2 separate regions of the Rattus norvegicus genome follow, and region 1 is linked to region 2. Evidence: chromatin contacts called from public Hi-C data. All regions are on one chromosome and are shown on one strand. The core of a region is the stretch at or near the end of the contact, and the rest is flanking DNA. Distances in the headings are between cores, read along the strand shown.

Evidence for each region. Hi-C and Micro-C count contacts between places; a contact is called where the count stands out from the background.
Region 1: a contact with region 2 is called in a Hi-C map of psoas muscle, with 2.0 times the contacts expected there. The contact joins the enhancer-like site here to the promoter of Myo1e in region 2. A contact is called at or near these places in 6 of 12 Hi-C or Micro-C datasets (the A7r5 cell line, Schwann cells, kidney and 3 more).

The regions. Positions count from the first base shown.
Region 1 is chr8:79,821,877-79,826,791 of GRCr8, reverse strand. All of the region lies in intron 1 of Myo1e (myosin IE), which reads right to left. It also overlaps the pseudogene Rpl37a-ps11. Among named protein-coding and RNA genes, the nearest start is that of Myo1e, 56 kb to the right of the region's middle. Within about 2 kb of position 1,416, at least 31 of the 93 cell types and tissues checked have an H3K27ac peak or open chromatin away from gene starts, as enhancers often do.
Region 2 is chr8:79,766,043-79,771,092 of GRCr8, reverse strand. Myo1e (myosin IE) reads right to left here and starts at 2,265. Exons shown (of 28, transcript NM_173101.2): 1 at 1,976-2,265. The coding sequence starts at 1,978. It also overlaps the pseudogene Rpl37a-ps11.

The DNA.
Region 1 (4,915 bases), core at 167-2,666, 57 kb before region 2:
TAAATAGTAAATAGATAGAAAAAGGAGCAGAAGGAGGAGGGGGAGGGGGAGGGGCAGGAGCAGGAGTGGCTGAAGGAAGAGGAAGAGGAGAAAGTGGGGGGGGGTCGAAAGCAGGAGGAGCCACATTTGCATCTGATTTAGCAGAAGACCTGTCTACAGAGCCAATCATGCATCTGCTAATTACGTACTCGTTTTTTATCAATTACCCCCGATTATGTCAAACTGACGGCTACAATGGTATTTGAGGTGGTATGGATTCTGTAGAATGACCACGCCTCTTGGGAGTCACTTAGATGTTTGGATCTGCAGCACCAAATGCAGGTGCTTCTCCCTATCTGAATGGAATGAATCTGCACCCAAGTGCCCATTAAACTGTCCCCTCCCTGGAATCTCCCTGCCTCTTGTTCCAAATATGGGAAGCACAAGGACAGAGTGGCACTGCTTACTGCCTAACTATCCTACTGAGACACTTGCTAGCTGAACTTGGAAATTAATTCCTTTGACTAAAAAAGCACACCTATCCAGGGGATGCTAGTCTGGTTTGCCGCTCCACTCCACTTTCCAAATTCAGGGAGGCAGGTGGACTTTCTCAGGTCCCTTTGTCCTGTCTTGCCTACCCCAATACAGTGGTGTTTGGGCCCTTTCACACACACTGGGTTTCTCCTGCCTCTGGGGAAAGATGCTCTTCATGATTAGGCAGTGAAATTCACATGCAAAGCCCAGCTCTCTCGCCCTGGTTTCTTGCCACTAGCATAGTTGATAGTCTCAGGAAAGTCTGCCTCTGGTCCTAATGCTGCTACCCAGAGTGAATGTTCTGTGTCAATCTAGTCTGTGAGGACCTAAGGCACACACTGCCTCTTCACCAGCCACAGATTCCAAGGAATCTCCTTTCTATTCCCACATCATAGTCAGTTTATTTCTACTTCTTCTCTCTACCATCGGAAGCCATTCCAGGCTTATTTTGCCTCAACCCTGTGCCTGCCTTAGTCTAACAAAGACCCAAGCACATAAACAGCTTTGTAAATGTGTGTCCAATGAATTCATGATTGAGAAAAGAATCACTAAGGTTGAATCATCCCAGTGGGTTGCTGGGTGATCAGATCTGAGTTTAAGATCCCAAATAAGTCTAATCACCGAAGAGGGAGAAAGGCAGAAACAGATACTGCTGAGAAAGGAAGAAAGAGAGGGAGGCTCAGAAAAGAAACGAATAATTGTTTCACTTGCATTTGCTTGGACTTCTGAGAACCCCCTAAACAGAACAGCTAGGCTAGAAGATGGGATTTGTGCAAAAGAGATCAGAGCCGGGGTTAAATAGGAATAATAGAAGCCGTCAAGGAGGGCCAGGAAGGCATGGCTGAGTGCTTGGCACAGGAGACAGGAAGCAGGCGGCCGAGATGGAATCTCCATCAGAGGGTGCAGTCCAGGTCACACAGAAAAGCCACCCTCCTTCCAAAGGCAAGAACGGCTCAAGCTTTCTCACTCAGAGTCTCACTCAGCAAGCAGCCCACCAAGCCACCCCGCATGGTGTTATCACTGGTTTGGGGGGTGTACCTCTGTTTAGCTGCCTAGCCTGATAATAACCATGTTGCTGACTGTGGGGTTATTATTAGGCTGGGCTGTAAGTCTCTGTGTGTGCTCAACCTTGCTACCAGAAAACAAGAGAGGGCAGGAGGAGGGGACCCAAGCTAGCAGAGCTGCTAAGGCTGTTTTTCATCCCAGAGCCTGGGAGAAAACAAACAGCCCTGTAAGATCCCAATTTCTAAGCACACTTAAAGGTAGCAATTCCAGCCTAAATGCCTCTGGGCTTGGTAATGCTCCACCCTAGTGAAAGGGCAAAATTATCAAGGCACAGAGAGGCCAGAGGCATCCCGCTGTGGATGAAGGGTCCATGCCAGCTTCTAAGTAAAATGAGGGATTACAGTAATTCAGCCCAAAGCGATTTCCCGTTTTAACTGCTGTTTCCTGTTTTCCACACCGGGCCTCACAAGGATATTTAGAACCGAATGCAGGGTTCCCAGGCCGTTCCCTTCACTGGGGGACATTCTTCACCGTTCACTCATCACAGTGTTCAACATGGCAAATGGACTGTTTTCCTACTGGCCTCAATGTGTGGCCACCATAACTGCCACGGAGAGAATTCTTGGCTCTGTGGGACAGAGTTGAGCCAGTCTCTGGCACCATGAACTTCTTTCCCTGGACCCAACTGCCCTCCAAATGGGTCAGCAACCACCAGCCGGGTTGCCTGGACTTGGGAGAAGGGGTGTAGGACAAAAAGGGAATGGTTGCTCTCTCCGGTTGCTGGTGAAGTAACTAGCCAGTCCTCCCTCCTTCCCTCCTTTTTCTCCCTTGTTGGTTTTTATAGGCAGGATAAGGAAGGTAATCGGGGTTTTGTAACCTTTTATTTCGATACAATTTCTAGCTATAAAAAGCTACAAAAATATATAAAGACTCCTTACCCTCCATCCATTTGCAACACTTGCTTTCTCCTTCCCACTGTGGTTGTCCACCCTCCACCAGGGTTCCTCCGGGAGCATTTAAGAAGAAGACAGGAGGGTTGGGGATTTGGCTCAGAGGTAGAGCGCTTGCCTAGCAACTGCAAGGCCCTGGGTTCGGTCCCCAGCTCCAAAAAAAAAGAAAAAAAAAAAAAAAAAAAGACAGGGGCCAGAGAGATGGCTTAGCTGTTAAAGGCTAAGCTCCCAGCCCCAAAATATAAGATAGGCACATAATGACTCTTGTTCATTACCTACAATGTGTATCTACTAAAGAGGGTGTTTTCCCATAACTGCAGGTCAGGAAGAAACTTGGATGCACTTTCTTTTGTGCCTCTCCAGGGACTGGAATGGTGTCTGCCCCTAGCTCTGGATTATTAATGGGTTACATTTGGTTGTCAGACCTCTTTCATCTCCTTTCCTTTGTTACAGCTTTCCTTTGTCTTTTATGATTGTTGACATTTTTTTAAAGAATTCAGGCCAATTATTTTAGAGAGTTTCCCTCCCTCCCTGTTCGGTTTGTCTGATGTTTGTTCATAATTAGATTCGGTTCTTGTGATTTGGGCTAGAATTCTAGACAAGCAAGTGAGTGTCCTTCTCGGGGTGTCATGTAACATTAGTGGGTATTAATGGTGCTCATTCTTTGGACCTGTTTATATCCAAGCCTGTTTGCCTGAGGATTCATTTAGAACTTTTTCTGTTGTCATTGACAAGTGATGTGTGGGGAGATACTTAGAGACTACATAAATTTCCTCTACTTTAAACATCTACTGGCTCTTGATAAGATTAAAACTTAAAACCAGTTGGTCCCCATTTTGGAGGGATGCTTTCTTCCTGGCCCCAGAATTTTGCAGACAAGGAGGACTAAGTAACATCTAACTGGGCTTCCCAGAGTCATGGCTGCTGACTTCCTCAGAGACTGCTGGATCCCAGGGAGGGGAAGGATGCTGGACAGAGATGCTGTTCATCATCAAGGCTGCCTTCCACCTCCACAGGGCAGGAACAAGACGCTTTAGAAGCTGAAAACCAGAGCTATGAGTCAGGCTATGTCTTAATGCCAGACAGCTCTGTCCAAAGACAGAGGAAATCGGCTCAGACGATATGCAAAGCTATTCCATGCATGAGAGTAGACAGCTAGTCATTCAACATCGTCCACCCTTCCTCCACCCTGTTCCTCTCTGCCTCAGCTACCAAGCCTTTCAACAAGTACCTATTTAAAGTGTGGACGTGGAAGAAGTCTTTTGGGATTGGATTGTCTAAAGTCACGCAGGGATCAGGGGATGTGAATAAGGCAAGAGTGGAGAAGTGGAAGAATAGGCAATAGGGGGCCAACACCTGTCCCTAAGCCAGACTACGGAGTTGTCCCTCCAGGTGTGTACTCCAGCCATTCATGTTCCCACAGGGAAATGCTACCCCCAAATTCCTCAGGACTCATGAACACAAACAGCAATGGCAAGGCAACATTCTTTAATGACAGCATTCTTTAATGACTCTTTCAATTTTCCCCATTAACCACAGCCTGGTTTTCTTACCCATTCACTAACCCAGTCCTTTAATCCAGGCATCAACTTGTTCTGGATACTGTAATAGGCCCTGGGGATATAAGGTTTGTTTTTTTTTTTTAAAAAAAGACACAGAGGTGCACAAATTAATTACTTAAATCCGCATTTACAGTCCCATTGTGGTTTGTTAACACGAGATTCAATTCTTTCACAATATAAAAACACCAGAAGGAGCTGGTGACTTAATCAGGAAAGAGAATACAGACGTAATTCACACCAAGCTGTGAAATATTACCCGGGGTTGCCAGGTAAGCTGAGGAGCTGCTAGTCAACACACACACACACACACACACACACACACACACACACACACACACACACACACACACTTCACTGATCTTCCCAAGCAAGTAAACCCTAATCTGATGGCCCTGTTTTGAGAGTGCTCTCCCTAATTTCTGTGTTTTTCTTCATTCATTCCATTTAAATTAAGCTGACTAAAGCTTCTCTAACAAATTTTTTTTTCTTACTCTTAACAGTTTTATTCCAAAACTTCAATGCCCGGCTGCAAAATGGGGACATTTGATGTGAGCTCTAACATCTTCCTTTGACCCACAAGGGGTTTTAAATATCCTGCTTGGAACCTGGAACGCTCTAATGTAATGTAAGATCTTCATATTGAGCACTAAAACAGCAGTTTTCTAGAGACCAATTAGCCACTTGGTAAGGCATCTTCGGGAAAAGCGGCCAGTGTTAAATATCCCGGCCTCTCTCGGGTCTTCCTGAATCCCTTCTAGGCAAATCAACCGGTGTGTCCGGCTTAACCAGTCCCTGGACAAAGGCTCTGGGTGGAGAGGGGTTTCCTGTTCCCTAGACACTGGCTGCTTGGTGTTCACTGAAGGCCACAGATGCCTAATCCAACAA
Region 2 (5,050 bases), core at 1,016-3,515:
TTAATTTTGTCCAAATGACTCTAGATACCAGAGTTCTTTCTGTCCACTGTGCATCTATTTCAGGATGGCCAGCTGTTTCAACTTTTCTGGGCAGTAAATTGTGGCCCAGGCAACCATATCTGATTCCCAGATAGCCTCCTAGTGGCCCACAACATGCCCATCTGTGCTGTTGGCAGGGAACCCAGGAGGAGGTGACTACACCCTGTCTACCCTGATAAATCAACTGAGAAAGGGACTCATAAGACACACCTCCTCCACCTCTGATGGACCAACTCAGCTACCCCAAAAGCAAGGAGCTAAATTGAGCGTGTTTTCCCACGTCTCTGGAAAAAACACCACAGGCCAATTTTGGATCTACACAGCCAAAAAAGTGAGTTTACAAAGGATTTTTCTCAAGGTATCACTTAAGCAGTTAAAGATAGTAAAATTCTTTAAGTCCTTGACCATAAACACATTGATTTTTTTTTTTAAGGAAATATTGAACCATGGAAAGCAATTCTTAGGCACCAGGACTCACACGGTTCAGATTCAAGCGGTCAGAGACCGGAGAAACTCCACCCAATGCAGCTCAGGGCATGCTCTGAGAGTGGACTGACTTCTGAAACCTCGAAACTGGCGGAGGAAGCTTATTTATAAATGAAGTATTTGCTCTCGGGGGCAAAGGTGAGATAATTTTGAACTATGAGGAAAGTAAAAGCTTGGGGCCAGGATGCCTTTTAAAGGTTTCGTTTGTTTTAAAATCATTCTTTTGAATAAACAGCGCGAGGGTAAGGACTGTTTGTAAGCTCAATGTGGGTTCAACCCGGCCTGCGGGGTGGATGCTTGGCGCTGGGGATCTGGGGATTTCTCAAGCCAGCGCTATGCTAGGCATCTTTTTTAGTAAGCTTCCCCCTCACCGCCAGTAAACAACGAGAAAGTCAAGAGGACAAGTTCCTCCACCAAGAAGCAAGTGTGGAAACTTTGAAGCCTTCTAGAATTTTTAAAACTTTTTTTTTTAAGTTTTTAAAAAGTTTTTCTTTTCTTTTGGTCCGGGTGGACTGGCTATCTCTTCAAAATTCAATCTTTGTTTTCGTCCTTTGGTAGGAAAGCCACACCACGGCAAAGTCCAGGGGATGTGGCTAAGGTTATTGGAACTGTGAGAGGAGGGTAGTTAGGCTGGGGACTCCTCTGGGTAGTGGCAAAAGTCTCAAATGAGTTAGAGAGAGGCAGTCCATGCCATACACTCCCCCAAGTGCCAAGCGGAAAGGAACAAAACCGGGAACGTTCTCGGAGAGTTGTGGCATGTAGACCAGGGTGGCGGTCCTCTCGAGCTGGGGACCGGGTGGAGCCCTCCGCAGGAGGTGTTTACCCCACACAGGGACCCTACGGGCCTGGGCTCCCCGCCAGCGTGACTGCCCCTGCGCGCTGTCGTCACAGGGTCCCCGCAGCCCGGGCCACCGCCAGGTGCTCCGCGGTACCTGGAGCCCCTGCCTGCCTTTGTGCAGCGCTCGGCCCATCACCAGCGCAGGCGGGGCTGCCCGGGTCCTCCCCGATGCCAGGAGGGCAGCTGCGGGATCAGCCTGCCAGGGAGCTCACGCCGGTGCCTGCCCAGGGGAGAGGACCCGAGGGACACAGGCGTGCCCCTCACCTTCGCTGGAGGAGAACAGAGTCTCCAGTCCCACGACTATGCGGGTGAAAACGGACATACACACTCTCTGGCTTCAGACAGCTGGCAGCCACAACAACACTGCCACCAAAACTTTGCCGGCGCAGAAAGTCACTTCAGAGAGTTTTCCTTGCCACCCTTGGTCCCTCTTCCCGGCTAAGACCGGTTTAACTGCAAACGGCAGGAAATCAGAGCTCCAGAAGTGCATACTCCCGCGTCCACCTTCTCCACCCCCTGGCCTGGGCAGCTTGCCCAAGGTAGGTGCCCGCTCTGGAGCTTCCTGCCCTCTCCCAGGGTCAGGCGTCCTGGGACGCGGCGCAGCCAACTCACCATGGTGACTCCCGCCGCGGTCGCGCCCCCGCCGGGTCCGGCTGCCTAGGCACTAGGGTTGGAACGCGGTCTCCTGGGCGAACTTCAAAAGTTGTTCCCCTTCGCCAAAAAACAATCTCCAGACACCCAAGCACTCACAGGAGCCAATGGAAACCCAGAAGGGACTCCATCCAGGCGGGATCCAAGACTCTGGGTGAAGGCAAAACTTAGCAGACCCGGTGCACACTCCGACCTGGCGATCCCCAACTGTCTAGAGATGCACCCTGATGCGCTCTGCAGGACTGCCTGTCCAGCTGCCTTGCCTGGACCTCCTTTCCCTTAACACTTAATCCAAACTCTTCTCTGGCTCAGGCTGGGCTCGGGCCGGGCAATCTGTCCATAAATGGAGAATTCAGCACAGGCCTGACCAATCAGAGTTTGTTTTCGCAGCGTCACTCCTCAGAGAAGCCGAGGTAGCCAACAAGCGTGAAACTACAAGAGTTTCCAAAGGCCTCTGGATCTTGTAGTCCTGCGGCCTCGCTACCCTGCAGAGCACGCTGCTGTCCCATCGGTCCCCAAGGAGCCACCCCCAAACCGAAAGGATGAAAACACTTGGGGTGAGTGGGAAACCGCTCTCGTGTCTCTTCTCATTAAGGAGAAACTTAGCATCGATTTAGCTCCTACGCACAAGTCGCATGATTTTCCTAGATTCTTCTTTTTTAAAATAAGTATTTCAAAAAGTATTTATAAAAGATCACAAAGTCGCAGCCCAAAGGAAATCCTTCCTTCCTTCCTTCCTTCCTTCCTTTCTTTCTTTCCTTCTTTCTTTCTTTCTCTCTCTCTCTCTCTCTCTCTCTCTCTCTCTCTCTCTCTCTCTGGATTGTGAAGAAAGTCGAAAACATTTCCTCCACCGGTCCTTTATACCTGAATTCATTTCCTTGGGAACGGAGGAGATTGAGAGGGAGGGGGGAGGGAGGGAGGGAGGGAGGGAGAGAGAGAGAGAGAGAGAGAGAGAGAGAGAGAGAGAGAGAGAGCTTGGTCCTCTGCGGTGTCCGGTTTCAGGAAACCAGGTAGCCTAGGAGGGAGGGGAACACAGATTCCTAAACACGATGAGGGAGTCTGACTCCTAGTGAAGGGAAGCAAACTCGCAGGGCCACCACGGGGCTGCGCTCCCAGTGTCTGAGGAAGAAAAGTTCAGTAAGAAAAGTTCCAGAGCACAGAATATCTTGAGATTCGGTCGTCCCCCTTCACGTGAATCTATAGTAAAATAAAATAAAAAAAAAAAATCTTGGCTAGTTAGAGTTTTGCACTTTGTTTTAATGTGGTGCACACCTACCGAGGACTATGGCCAAACCAGGAAAAGGAGTGAATGCTGATACACCCTGCAACAGAGATGGAAGGACCCAGGAAAACTATTATGTGAAAGAGGTCAAGGTTCAAGTTCACCAGGTGCCATTCCATGTGTTCTAGCGGTGGGTAGGGAACACTGCTTAGAGGGAGTAGTAGATCTTGGCTGCTTGGGGGTGTGGAGTGTGGCCTGACAGCGGATGGAACAAAGGGGCTTTGTCTTGGGGGGTGGTCCAAGGATATCCCCTAGGTACTGATGGTGGTGGTAAAACTGACTAGACCCCAAACCACTGAATTGTAAGTTTCCAAGTAAGAATCTTATGGTATGTGAATTACATCAATTTTTTTTAAAAGGGGGGGGAGCATATGTGCACTTCGGAGGACAACTTGTGGGAGCTTGTTTTCCCTCCACCATGTTGGTCCCAGGGGTTGAACTCAGGCGGTTAGGTTTGGCAGCGAGTGCCTTTAATCACAGAGCCATCTCACAACAATTTGAAAGGAAGTCATGTTTGAATTTTTGTAACCATTTCCCGTTTGGGCAATATCTTAGTTAGGGTTTTACTGCTGTGAGCAGACACCATGACCAAACCAAGTCTTATAAAGAACAACATTAACTGGGGCTGGCTTACAGGTTCAGAGGTTCAGTCCTAAGGTGGGAGCATGGCAGCATCCAGGCAGGCATGGTGCAGGAGGAGCTGACAGTTCTACATCTGCATCTGAAGTCTGCTGGGAGAATACTCACTTCCAGGCGCTAGGCTGAGGGTGACTCACCTGGACCTGGAGGACCTACCTGCTTTGCCAGTGTGAGGACCCGAGTTAGATCCCTAAAACCAATGTGGAAAAAACAACTGAGGTGTCATGGGATGTTGGGGGGACAGATATAGGCAGAAAAACTTAGGGTTCACTGGCCAGGCAGCTCAGCCTACTCCTTGATTTCTAGGTCAATAAAAAACCCTAATCTCAAAAACAATAAAGACAGAGGCCTGGAGGGGTGGCTCAGTGGTTAAGACCGCTGGTTGTTCTTGCAGGGGCCTGCGATTTGACTCCCAGAAATGGTTGCTCACATTCCTTTGTCTATTTGTAATTCTGGAGGCTGAGGCAGGAGGATTGCTTCAGTCCAGGAGGTCTAGCCAGCCCGGATAAGAGTGAGACCCCATTAAGACGAAAACAAAAAAATATAATCAGAAGAGAGAGAGAGAGAGAGAGAGAGAGAGAGAGAGAGAGAGAGAGAGAGATAGATGACAGCCAAACCTTTGACACAGCAGGCGTGACCTTGTGCCCAGACGTGGCTCTTTATGTCACTGAGGCGTGCCACCTTCAAAGATGTATAAGGCATTTTAAGAACTCAGGAACAGAGATCCCCAAAGAGGAAAGCTGAGCTTACAGGCAACACAAGGAACATTAGGTTTTGGGCCCAAAATAATGACACATACCTAAGCCACCTATCCATGGCTAGCCTCTATGTCTCTGTCTCTCCTCTCTCTCTGTCTCTCTCTCTGTCTCTCTCTCTCTCTCTCTCTCTCTCTCTCTCTCTCTCTCTCTCTCCCTCCCTCCCTCCCTCCAACAAGATCTCTTTAAATAACCCAGGCTAATCTTAAACCTCCAAGTTGTCCTATATTGATACTGCAGTCTAACTTACTGGTTATGTGGGATATATTGAAGACTGCTTTAAAACTAATAGCCAATTTTATTATTACTTGAGGGTTTTAGTTTGGTTCTATTTTTTGAGACAGGGTTTCTCTATGTAGC